2 separate regions of the Mus musculus genome follow, and region 2 is linked to region 1. The links are chromatin contacts, called in public HiChIP or PLAC-seq maps. All regions are on one chromosome and are shown on one strand. Each heading gives the region's core, a stretch centred on a gene start, on an enhancer-like site or on the middle of the called end of the contact. The rest is flanking DNA. Distances are from core to core; before and after follow the strand shown.

Region 1 (5,476 bases), core at 654-3,153:
ACCTGTGCCACCAGACTGATATTCTGTGTACAATTTGTGGGGAGAGGGTCTGCCAGCAAGTCTGTGTTTTCATGAACTCATTATACAAGTAGTAAAGCTGGAGCATGGATAGAAGTATTTTGAGAGGTTTGGGGCAGGGCCCTCTACCTTGTCCCCTCCCACCCTGCCCAGAAGGGACCCTTACCACAGATAGAGCCAACTGCCACAATGAAGCCAGCCCAGCTGTAACCCCGCCTGTAGAAAGCATCAGCAAGCGCCGAGTCAGGGTCTAGGCTGTGCCAAGGTACCATGAGGGTTAACACAGTGGAGACCAGAATATAGGCACCAGCTGCCAGGCTGAGGGAGATGGCGATGGCCATGGGCACCGCCCACCGTGGGTTTTTGGCCTCCTCACTGGAGGCAGCAATAACATCAAATCCCACGAAGGCATAGAAACAGGTGGCTGTGCCAGCCAGGATGCCAGAGAAGCCGAAGGGTGCGAAACCACCTTCTTCTGCACTCCAGTTGTGAGGACGGGCCAGGATGAAACCCAGGACAATGATGAAGAGGATCACAATCAGACTGATGGCTGAGAACGTGTGATTAAGCCAGGAGGAGACTCGGGCTCCGCAGGAGACAAAGGCAGAAGCCACGAGTAAAATGCCAGCGGCCAGAAAATCTGGATAGTGAGCTAGGAAGGGCACCTGCCAGACGCCCAGGTGAGACTCCGTGAAGTTGCGAATGCTGTGGTTAAAGATGGCATCCAAATAGCCACTCCAGGCACGGGCTACAGCGGCACCTCCAATGAGGTATTCTAGAAGCACATTCCAGCCTATGAGGAATGCCCATATCTCCCCCATGGACACGTACGTGAATAGGTATGCTGAGCCAGTACGGGGCACACGGGCTCCAAACTCTGCATAGCATAGGGCCGCCAGCAGGGAGGCTACAGCGGCCACCAAAAAGGACAAGAGCACAGCGGGGCCAGCCATGTCCTTGGCCACTGTGCCTGTGAGCACATAGAGCCCAGATCCCACCATGCCACCCACACCCAGTAGAGTCAAGTCCAGTGTGGACAGGCAGCGCCGCAGTGATGTCTCCATGCTAGACTCTTCCAGTGGCTTCAGACGGTTCAGTTTCTGGCAGAAGCGTGCCAAACAGGCAGTACTGGGCAGTCCCCGGGCCATGGCAGACGGAGTACTGAACCAGTTTCTGGAACCTACTGGGGACAGACAGCGGGAATAACCAACCATCCTCCATTCTTTCATAGACAGCCCACCCCAGTCCTCGCCTCCTCTCCTTAGGAGCCCAGGTCAGCTGCACCATGGACCTACTTTAGAAGGCTTGAATGGGACGCGTGTCAGGGACTGTGGGCAGAGGGATAGAACGCATGGAAGTCCTTCCTGTCAGCTTTCAGGGCAGTGGAACTGGCAGAGAGAAGCAGACCTGCAGCGGACCTGCGAACCAGGTAGGTGGTTCTGTGAGTGAGTGGGAGGTTGCTTAAGAACAGGCTTGGAACAGGCTGCACCACGAGCAAGAAGAAATGGGAGGCTTCCCTGGAGCAGTGCCAGGTTGTCAGGACCCGGAACAGGAGCCGCTCCTGCAGCCGGGAACGTGGCCAAAGGGACATGGCCTCAGAGAAAAGCGATCACCCCCTCTTCTGCCAGGTTGGAGGAACAGCTCACCTGAAGCCAGGAGGCCAGAGCTGCAAGGGCCCCGATTCCCGATTCCCGGATGTGAAAGCTGTGGTGCACCTCCCCTCGCCATATGCTCCGCAGCCACAGCTGCTGAGGCTAGCTGCCTCCGCCATGTCCCTGTGCCCCTAGACGCCCAAGCCTTCTCTTGCATTTACGTTCCCGCAGCAGCGGTCCCTCCAGACCCGCTATGACCCACCTGCTGTCGCCGTCGCTGCCACCGTGCGCACTGCGCCTGCCCCACTAGTTTACAACGCCTGCGTGCAGGGCCCGCCCCTCGCTGCCAGGCGCCAGATAAACCCGAGCCTCACGACTCACATCACTGGTTGGGTTCTGTACAGGGTCCCCGCACCGCACCACGTCACGTATCAGAATAACCCTCTAAGCGAGTAAACTTCCAACATCGAGACTAGAGCTGACCTGGGTCCTAGGGCTTACTCCACATTTCATCCACCTCCCTAGGTGAGGAAGCCTGCTCGACTAACCTGCTGAGCCCCTTCTCTGGGTCCAGGTTGGGGGTAGAGCCAAGCCTGATACCGCCCCAGAGCAATTACTCTCCTTGATCTCCCTCCACCCCAACACAACTACAATTGGAAAACGTCCAGGTCCCCACCACGGAGCCTGCAAATGTCCAGCACAGTGAGATGAAGACAGGGGTCTGGCAGAGTGACCCTGGCACTCTAAACCTCAGTGGAGTGGCAGTAAGCACCTTGCACACTAGGCTAGAGAGGGCAGCCTTCCGGACGTGTTCTGTGAATTGGCAGAATTTACAAAGCTATTGTCTGTCTGGTAGTGTCCCATAAAAGGACAGTAGCCAGCATCAGAAGACAGCTTGCAACTCTACAGCAGGACTGCCACTTAGGCCCTCAAATATCAGTGACAGCCTCAGAGCACCTGACAGGACCTGGACATTCTTAAAGGACTCTCCATTCATGATAGCCAGCAGCTCTCCGCATTTGTCACCAGCGTTCCCGCCATCAGGGTGCCTGGGTCAGCTACGGCATAAAATCTCCAGAGTCCGCTTATGCTTAGCTCTGAGGAATCTTTTCTCTCTCTCTTCTTCTCAGATTGAAAACAAAGGTGGCAGCTAGGTAGGGTGACCTATGCCTGTAATTCTGGCACTTGGAGGATCAAAAGATTGAAGACCATGTATAAGTATGTATACATAGTTTTCATATATGTATGTGTGGCAATACATATGTGGTGAGGTGCTGACTTGTTGACAGCAAGACAATAGCCCAGCAAAGCCAAGTCGGGCAAAACCGAGGTAGGCATGTTTCTCCCAGAACTTTATATATTTGACCTACAATACATATCTAATGTAGTTAGTATGTATATGCAATAAAATAAACATACAACTATATAATATATACTTGATTATATATGATGATAGAGTGATATAAATACACCACTAAAAATCTATATTTCATACACACAAATATTCAAATTTATGGATGATTACTGGAAACTTAGGATGCAGTCTGCATGACTCATTCAGATGAGGACAAAGCGGTTGGGTGACATTCCAGATACACAGGGACACTTGGAACACTGTGACCTCCTGATAGCCAACATCATCTGAAGGTGCTGCTGCTGTTTAGCGCACTCCCCCATCTCCTCGCCCTCACTTCCTGGACTTAACCAAGCCAGTGCTCCTCATCATGAGACACTTCCACAAAAGCCTAGAAAGAAGCAAGCAGACCGAGAGACCTGGGCGTTTCTGTAGTGCTAACCTCATCTCACCGCCACCATAAGCACCAGCATACAACTGGCATTTGATGCTAACGCTGGGCGATGCAGCAATGTGTTCTACTTTCTAGTTATGAGGTTGAGCAAGTGCTGGACCTCAGTGAGCAAGGCCATGACACGGAGTAGCCTTCTAAGGATGCCGTGAAGAGGAAGCACCAGGGAAGACAGGAAGACGCATTTCCCACTGACTCTGAAAGGCCTGGAGTACCTGACACTAAAATGAACAGCACATGAGAAACTGAGCTCCCAGCCAGTAATATTTGGGTAGATCCAGGACTCCTCAGCAAAATGCTAGCAAAGAGCCAGAGAGACCGCTCAGCAGGCAGACACCTGCTGCCTACCATGAACATTTGAGTTCCACTCCCTAAGCTTGATGGAGAGACCTGACTGCAGTCAGTTGTCCTCTGACCTCTACATGTGTACTGTGGCATGTGCACATGCATGCATGCACACACATACTTGTACACATATTACCTAACAAGTCGTATTTTTTAAGATTTTATTTGTATTATTCTAATTATGTGTTTATGTGTGGGCAAGAGACATGTGCAACTCATACAGTGCCCACATATGCCATAAGAGGACACCTGATCCCCTGGAGCTGGAGTTATAGGTAGTTGTAGCACCTGATGTGGGTGATGGGAACTGAACTTGGGTCCTATACAAGAGCAACATGTACTCTTTACCACTGAGTCATCTCTCCAGACCCTAGTTTATTTATTTTTATTTTATGTACATTGATGTTTTAGCTGCAGGTATTGGCTGTATTAGGGTACTGGATTCCCAAAAGCAGGAGTTACAGACAGCTGTGGGTTGCCATGTGAGTACTGGGAATCAAACACAGGTTTTCTGGAAGAACAGCCACTGAGAAATCTCTCTAGCCCTAAAATCTTTTCAAAAGAAAAAATGCTAACAAATTACACACACACACACACACACACACACACACACACACGAGAGTCACACGGGATATATCCCAAGAATGCAAAGTTGACTTGATATATAAAAGGCAATCTATGTAATATAGCATACTGATAAAATAAATAATCAAACCCACAAAATCATTTCAATTGACACAGGAAAAATATTCAACGAGTCCAGTATTGGTTTGAATGAGAATCCCACCCACCCACCCACCTCCCGCTCATATACTTGAATGCTTCATCACCAGATAGTGGCACTATTAGAGACTGATTAAAAGGTTCAGGAGGTGTGGCCTTATTGAAGGTATGTCTCTGAGCAGGGACTGGGGGTTTCAAATATTCAGTCTCCGGCTCTCTGCCTGTGTGTCAGAGTGTAGCTCTCAGCTACTGTCCCAGCACCATGCTTGCCACCATGTTTCCTCTGAACCTGTAAGCCAGACACCAAGGAAGTGTGTTCTTTCATAATACAAGAGTTGCCTTGGTCATGATGTTTTTCACAATAACAGAACAGTGGCTAAGACTAACTCTTTAACCATGTATATAAAAAAAAAATCTACAGCCGGGCGTGGTGGCGCACACCTTTAATCCCAGTACTTGAGGGGCAGAAGCAGGCAGATTTCTGAGTTCGAGGCCAGCCTGGTCTACAGAGTGAGTTCCAGGACATCCAGGGCTACAGAGAAACCCTGTCTTGAAAAACACCAAAAAAAAAAAAAAAAAAAAAAAATCTACAGCTACTGTAGTAAAGTAGTCAGAAGACTACATGTCCTCGCCTAAGGTTAGTGACAGCATTAAGGACATTCATTAACCACACTTGTCCTAAGGCTACAGTGGTGGCTCCAGCCAAGGCAAGGAGGAAAAGAAAATCAGTAAAAGAAGCCTGGAATAGAAAGAAATAAAACTATCTCTTATGTATATAAAGACCCAAGCAATCTGTAATTTCAGAAAAGGCTGTTGTGCACAAACCTTTAGTCCAGCACTCTGGAGGCAGAGACAGGCGGATCTCTGAGTATACAAAGTGAGTTCCAGGACAGGCAGAACTCTACATAAAGAAACCCTATTTCAAAAAAAACAAAAACAAAATCAAAAACAAGAAAAAAGCATTAGAATTTATAAGTTCAGCAAAGATTAATA
Region 2 (5,569 bases), core at 1,014-3,513, 150 kb after region 1:
CATGGTAATTGTTATTACAGCAAAACAAAATAATATACAAGTGCAGTATCTTACAGAGGTAGAAAGCACCTCAGGACTCACAAGGCATTACAGTGTATCCAGTATACTTCAGTCTTCCCTCAGACCTCAGATACTTCTGCAGCTCTCCCCTACTGTCTGTGATAACAACTTGCTCTTCCAGATCCACTGTACTGGGCTTTCCCAAAGAATCCTTGCCCTGGAGCTCAGACCATTTCTCAAGACTTCACTTAGAGATAACTCAAGTACATCAATACTGCACTTGTGGGCTGGAGACTTGGCTCAGAGGTTAGAAGCACTCACACTGAGCTCTTACAGAAGAAGCAGGTTCGATTCCCAGAATTCACAGGGCAGTTCATAACCCCCTGTAGCTCCAATCCCAGGGAATCTTATACGCTCTTCTGACCTCTGACATCATCAGATATACATGGTTCACTTATATACAGGCAAGCAAAACACTCATATAAATAAATTAAATCTAAAACAATTAAGAAACAAAACACTTGTTTGCTGAACTGTCTGCAAAACCGTGCAAGGGTTATTGTGCGGCGGTACCAAGCCACTGACACAGTACCCACTCCCTCCACTGTACTGATGCTTCCCCGATTTAGTCCATTGCTTCACTCCACCCCACCCCACCCCACCCCCTCCATCCAGTTAGTCACCAATTGTCCACATATTCATTCCTCTTTCTCTGGAATCTGTCTTCCTCTTTCAAGTTCAGCACTTAATACTGGTCTTTATGATCTCTGCCAACCAAGTCTTCTACAATCAACTCATGAGACCATATGATCTAAATGAAAAAAAGACAGAACCCCCACCAACCCTTCCAAAGGAAAAAAACTCCCCAAATTGCCTATTTGGCCTCTCTTGGGTCCCTAATTCATCTCCAGGGACTCAGGGGCCTTCCCAACACTAATGCTGCACCACCTCAAGGCAGACCACGTGTAAAACACTGGAGGAAGGGCCGGGCAGTGATCCCAGCGCTTGGGAGGTAGAAGTAGGCAGATTTCTGAGTTCCAGGACAGCCAGGACTACACAGAGAAACCCTGTCTCGAAAAACTAAAAAACAAACAAACAAACAAACAAAAAACCACGGGTACAAGTTGTTTGCCCAAAACACCCAACACTAACCATGCCAGCATCTGCTCATCCTCATGATGTATCCTTGACTACTTTGCTTCAAAGACCCAGAACTCTCCACCTACAGCCGTCCATCCTGATGCTTTCACAATCATCTGCTGGGAATGGTGGCCTGTCACCCTCCTACTTTTCTCTCTAGAGCTCAATCTGTCACCTACTCGAGGCTGCTCCAGTCTACTCAACTGACACTTTAGCACCCACAAAAATGACTGAGCATTGGCACGACTGTACTGTTTCTTTACAGACAGACAGTACCAACCCTCAGGGGAAAAGCTGTGCCACAGGCAATTTTCTGAACACTTTAGGAAACTCAGTAAAATGGCTAAGTGCAACAAGCACTCTGCAGTGCTCCGTGGGCAGAGGGCATCCCTGCCCTTCACTCCCGAAGTTCCCACAGCTATTTCCTGCTACCCTTTGGCCAAGTTGACACACCTTGTGGAAGAAACCGGAGCACTCTTCTATTCCACTGCCTACAACCCAAACACATCAATCTTCCAATTTACCTTCCTTCCAGCCTCCTCCAACTCATTGATGTGGTTTTCGTTTTATTTATTTATTTTATAAAAGAAGCCACGCGGCACCCGTGTAAAATCTCTGGCTGCCTCATTCTCTTTCTATATTCGGTGCGAATCGAAGCAAAGGAAAATCTGCACACAAATGACGAGGCGGCTCAGGACGATGACTCACTAGCCAGGGCACTAGCTGGGTTTGCAGAGTTCCTCCCCAGAAAAACTAGCCAGCAGTCCCTGTCTGCCGAGAAAGGCCAGAGAGACTCCAGGAGGACCCTTGTACGTCCCCGGCACCCAGCGGACACCGCAGCTTCTGACCAGGGTCAAGAGCGGGTCTAGCCCGGCCTCACCCTCCCCGCCCGGAAGGTCCGACCACCGGTCCTTGCCCCAGGCCACACTCACATTTGGCTGACCAGCTTCTGCCGAAAGGCGGCGCTACGCCAGTCGGTCTCCTGCCCCGAAACGTCCATGCCCGGAGCCCCTACTCTTGTAGCCCGAGTCCCTACCGGCCACCCCCGGCGCCGCCGCCTCTACCACAGCGACAGGCCCGAACCCGGAAGCCGAGCGATCCCGCTACTGGGCCACGCCGGAAGTACAGGAAGAATTGTGGGAAATGAAGTCTTGCTTTTGTATACGCATGCGCGCCACAGAAAGAGAGAGGAAGAGAGGAAGGGGAGAGGGGGAGAGGGGAAGAGGGAGAAGGGGAGAGGGGGAGAGGGGGAGAGGGGGAGAGGGAGACACAGAGGGAGAGACAGAGATACAGAGGCGGAAACACAGACAGAGGCAGAAACAGAGAGAAAGACAGAAAAAAGAGACAGAAAGACAGACACAGAGACAGATACAGAGACAGAGAGAGACACACATGCGGACACATAGACACACACACACCACACACAGACACACATACAGAGTCTATGTATATTTTGTTGCCAGTGTTGGGATAATTGCTAATGTATAACATATTTTTGGTATTTTAAATAAATTTGGTATTTAAATATTGAGATTTTAATTTCTAACATATGTTAAGTGTACATAAGTATATGTACATTCTACAGTCATCAAAATAAAGCTAGTATTTCACCAACAAGCAATGTTAGGTTTAGGATCTCTGCTCATTGAATCATTAAGCTCCATATTTAAAAGGAAAGCAAAAGCATTATTTCTGTTAATGTTTTCTCTGTGGTTCATATTCCTTGCTTCTTAGTGGTGCATCCCTTAATACAGGACATTTTGGTCTAAGTGGATAATTGTTGCTGGGCTTATGTGTCTCGAGTTCACCTTTCAATGTTTATATGATTTAAGTTTAGAGTAGAGATTACAAGGTAACTAACCAATTTTGTAAGTCTTCATTTTTTCCAACAATATGTAAGGCCTCATTTTAGAACTTTGTTTGTCCCAGCACTTGGGAGGCAGAGGCAGGCAGATCTCTGTTGAATTCAAGGCAGCCTGGTTTACATACTGAGTTCCAGGACAACCAGGGCCTATGTAGAGACACATTGTCTCAAACAAACAAAAACAAACAACACCCAAAATGAACCCCAAAATAAATAAATAAATAGACAAATAAAGAAATAAATAAAATACATGTGTTTATTATTATAGAAGAAAGCACCCTTTAAAAAAAAAAACTTTTGGCCTTTGGAAAAGTCTTAAACACAAATGAATTAAAAACTGAGTGTCAGGGCTGGAGAGATGGCTCAGAGGTTAAGAGCACTGACTGTTCTTCCAGAGGTCCTGTGTTCAATTCCCAGCAACCACATGGTGGCTCACATCCAATGTACTGTTTTGGTGTGCCAGAATATCTGAAGACAGCTACAGTATATACATGAAATAAATAAATAAATAAATCTAAAAAAAAAAAAAAACCCCTGAGTGTGGGGGCTGGAGAGATGGCTCAGCCATTAAGAGCATTGATCTATTGCTCTCTTCTGGTGTGTCTGAAGACAGTTACAATATACTCATATACATAAAATAAGTAAGTCTTTAAAAAACTGAGTATGGGGGTTGGGGATTTAGCTCAGTGGTAAAGTGCTTGCCTAGCAAGCCCAAGGCCCTGGGTTCGGTCCTCAGCTCCGGAAAAAAGAAAAAAAAAAAAAAAAAAAAAAAAAAAAAAAAAAAAAACTGAGTATGACAAAACTTAAAAAGAAAATTCAAAACCACCAAGCATGGTGGTGCGTGGTGATGCATGGTGGTGCAGGTATGGTGCTGAAGACATGGTGGTGCATGGTAGTGCATGGTAGTGGAGGCATGGTGGTGCATGGTGGTGCAAGCATGGTGGTTCAGGCATGGTGGTGTATGGTGATGAAGACATGGTAGTGCATGGTGGTGCAGGCATGGTAGTACATAGTGGTGCATGGTGATGAAGGCGTGGTGATGCATGATGGTGCATGGTGGTGCTTGGTGGTGCAGGCACGGTGATGGTGATACAGGCATGGTGATGCAGGCATGGTGGTACACCACTTTAATCCCAGTCCTTGAGAGGCAAAATTTGGCAGTACAGCTGGAGAAAGCTAATTCAGGTTCTTTATCTAAATCTTTTTTTTTTTTTTTTTAAGAATAGGAAAGCCAGGCATGGTGGTACATGCCTTTCTTCCTTCCTTTCTTTTTCTTCCTTCCTTTTTTTCTTCCTTCCTTTCTTCCTGCCTTCCTTTCTTTCTTTCCTTTAAAGATTATTTATTTATTTATTTATTTATTTATTATGTATATGAGTACACTGTATCTGTACAGATGGATGTGAGCCTTCATGTGGTTGCTGGGAATTGAATTTAGAACCTCTGTTTGCTCCGGTGGGCCCTGCTCACTCCGGCCCAAAGATTTATTTATTATTATAAATAAGTACACTATAGCTGTCTTCAGACATACCAGAAGAGGGCATCTCAGATCTCACTATGGATGGTTGTGAGCCACCATGCAGTTGCTGAGATTTGAACTCAGGACTTTTGGAAGAAAAGTAGGTGTTCTTAACTGCTGTGCCATCTCTCCAGCCCCCTTTATCCAAATCTTAGATTCCCCAAGCCATGTAGTCAGAGACCTTCACACAGCGTGGAAGCTTCACACAGAGAGTGGAAGATGTCTTGCACCCATAAAGATTTCAATAGTGCATTATAAACAGAAAAGGCAGCTGCCGGTCCATGACAAAATCAACCCAACCACGTCAACATGGGTAAGCTCATGACCAGAAAGAGAAGGCGGTAACAGCTCAACGATAGTCAAGCCTTCTTCCTCGTGGTGACCTGGCACAGCGTGGTGAGTATGTGTAAGACTATCTCCAAGGCATATGAGAAGAATGAAGACGACTTCTTGTTCGTGGTGCATGCCTCCCAGGCGACATTCAGACCCACATTAGCCGTATAAGACAAGAAAAACGCCTAATGTTTGTTAAGCTCCTACCAAAGGGATGGGGAAAGGACCATTCCCAGTAGAGTCCAGGCTGTTTGCCACTTGTAGCTACACAGGCACCCACCTAGGGTATTAGGAATTCCTTGTCAGGCAGAACTAAGCTCCAGGCAAACACATTTAGCTTGGTAACTCACCTAAACTGGGCTACATTGTTTTCAAACTTTAGAAGGTTAAAAATAAAATACTTTACACTCTAAGTTGCCAATAAAACAAAAAACAAACAAAGAATAAGTTCACAAACCAACCTTGGTGGTGCACACCTTTAATCTCAGCACTTGGGAGGCAGAGAAAATCTGGTCTCTGTGAGTTTGAGACCAGCCTGGTCTACAAAGTGAGTTCCAGGGCAGCCAGGACTGTGACACAGAGAAGTCCCATCTCAAAAAACAAAACAAACAAAATAATAATTAATAATAATAATAAAACGTTCAAAAGGTACAGTGGTTTCAATGGCAACACTTTGCCTACTCTGGTCATCTAGTCACACATAGTGCAGCTTCTTT

What was found. HiChIP or PLAC-seq counts read pairs in DNA pulled down with a chosen protein or histone mark.
Region 2: a contact with region 1 is called in a FOXA1 HiChIP or PLAC-seq map of pancreatic cancer cells. The contact joins the promoter of Med15 here to the promoter of Slc7a4 in region 1. A contact is called at or near these places in 7 of 39 promoter capture datasets (the HPC-7 cell line, HPC-7-derived erythroid cells, cranial neural crest and 4 more), 7 of 484 Hi-C or Micro-C datasets (the G1E-ER4 cell line, the N1E-115 cell line, cardiomyocytes and 4 more), 4 of 115 datasets of contacts at active chromatin or transcription factors (the SCID.adh cell line, embryonic stem cells, epiblast stem cells and 1 more) and 3 of 9 other capture datasets (adipose tissue, liver and pancreatic islet).

The regions. Positions count from the first base shown.
Region 1 is chr16:17,574,768-17,580,243 of GRCm38.p6, forward strand. Slc7a4 (solute carrier family 7 (cationic amino acid transporter, y+ system), member 4) reads right to left here and starts at 1,904. Exons shown (of 5, transcript NM_144852.3): 1 at 1,873-1,904; 2 at 185-1,198. The coding sequence starts at 1,166. It overlaps LOC115488657 (a long non-coding RNA gene), which reads left to right and starts at 1,112. Exons shown (of 2, transcript XR_003951946.1): 1 at 1,112-1,447; 2 at 1,647-1,990.
Region 2 is chr16:17,720,684-17,726,252 of GRCm38.p6, forward strand. It overlaps Med15 (mediator complex subunit 15), which reads right to left and starts at 2,264. Exons shown (of 18, transcript NM_033609.3): 1 at 2,073-2,264. The coding sequence starts at 2,140. It also overlaps the pseudogene Gm6048.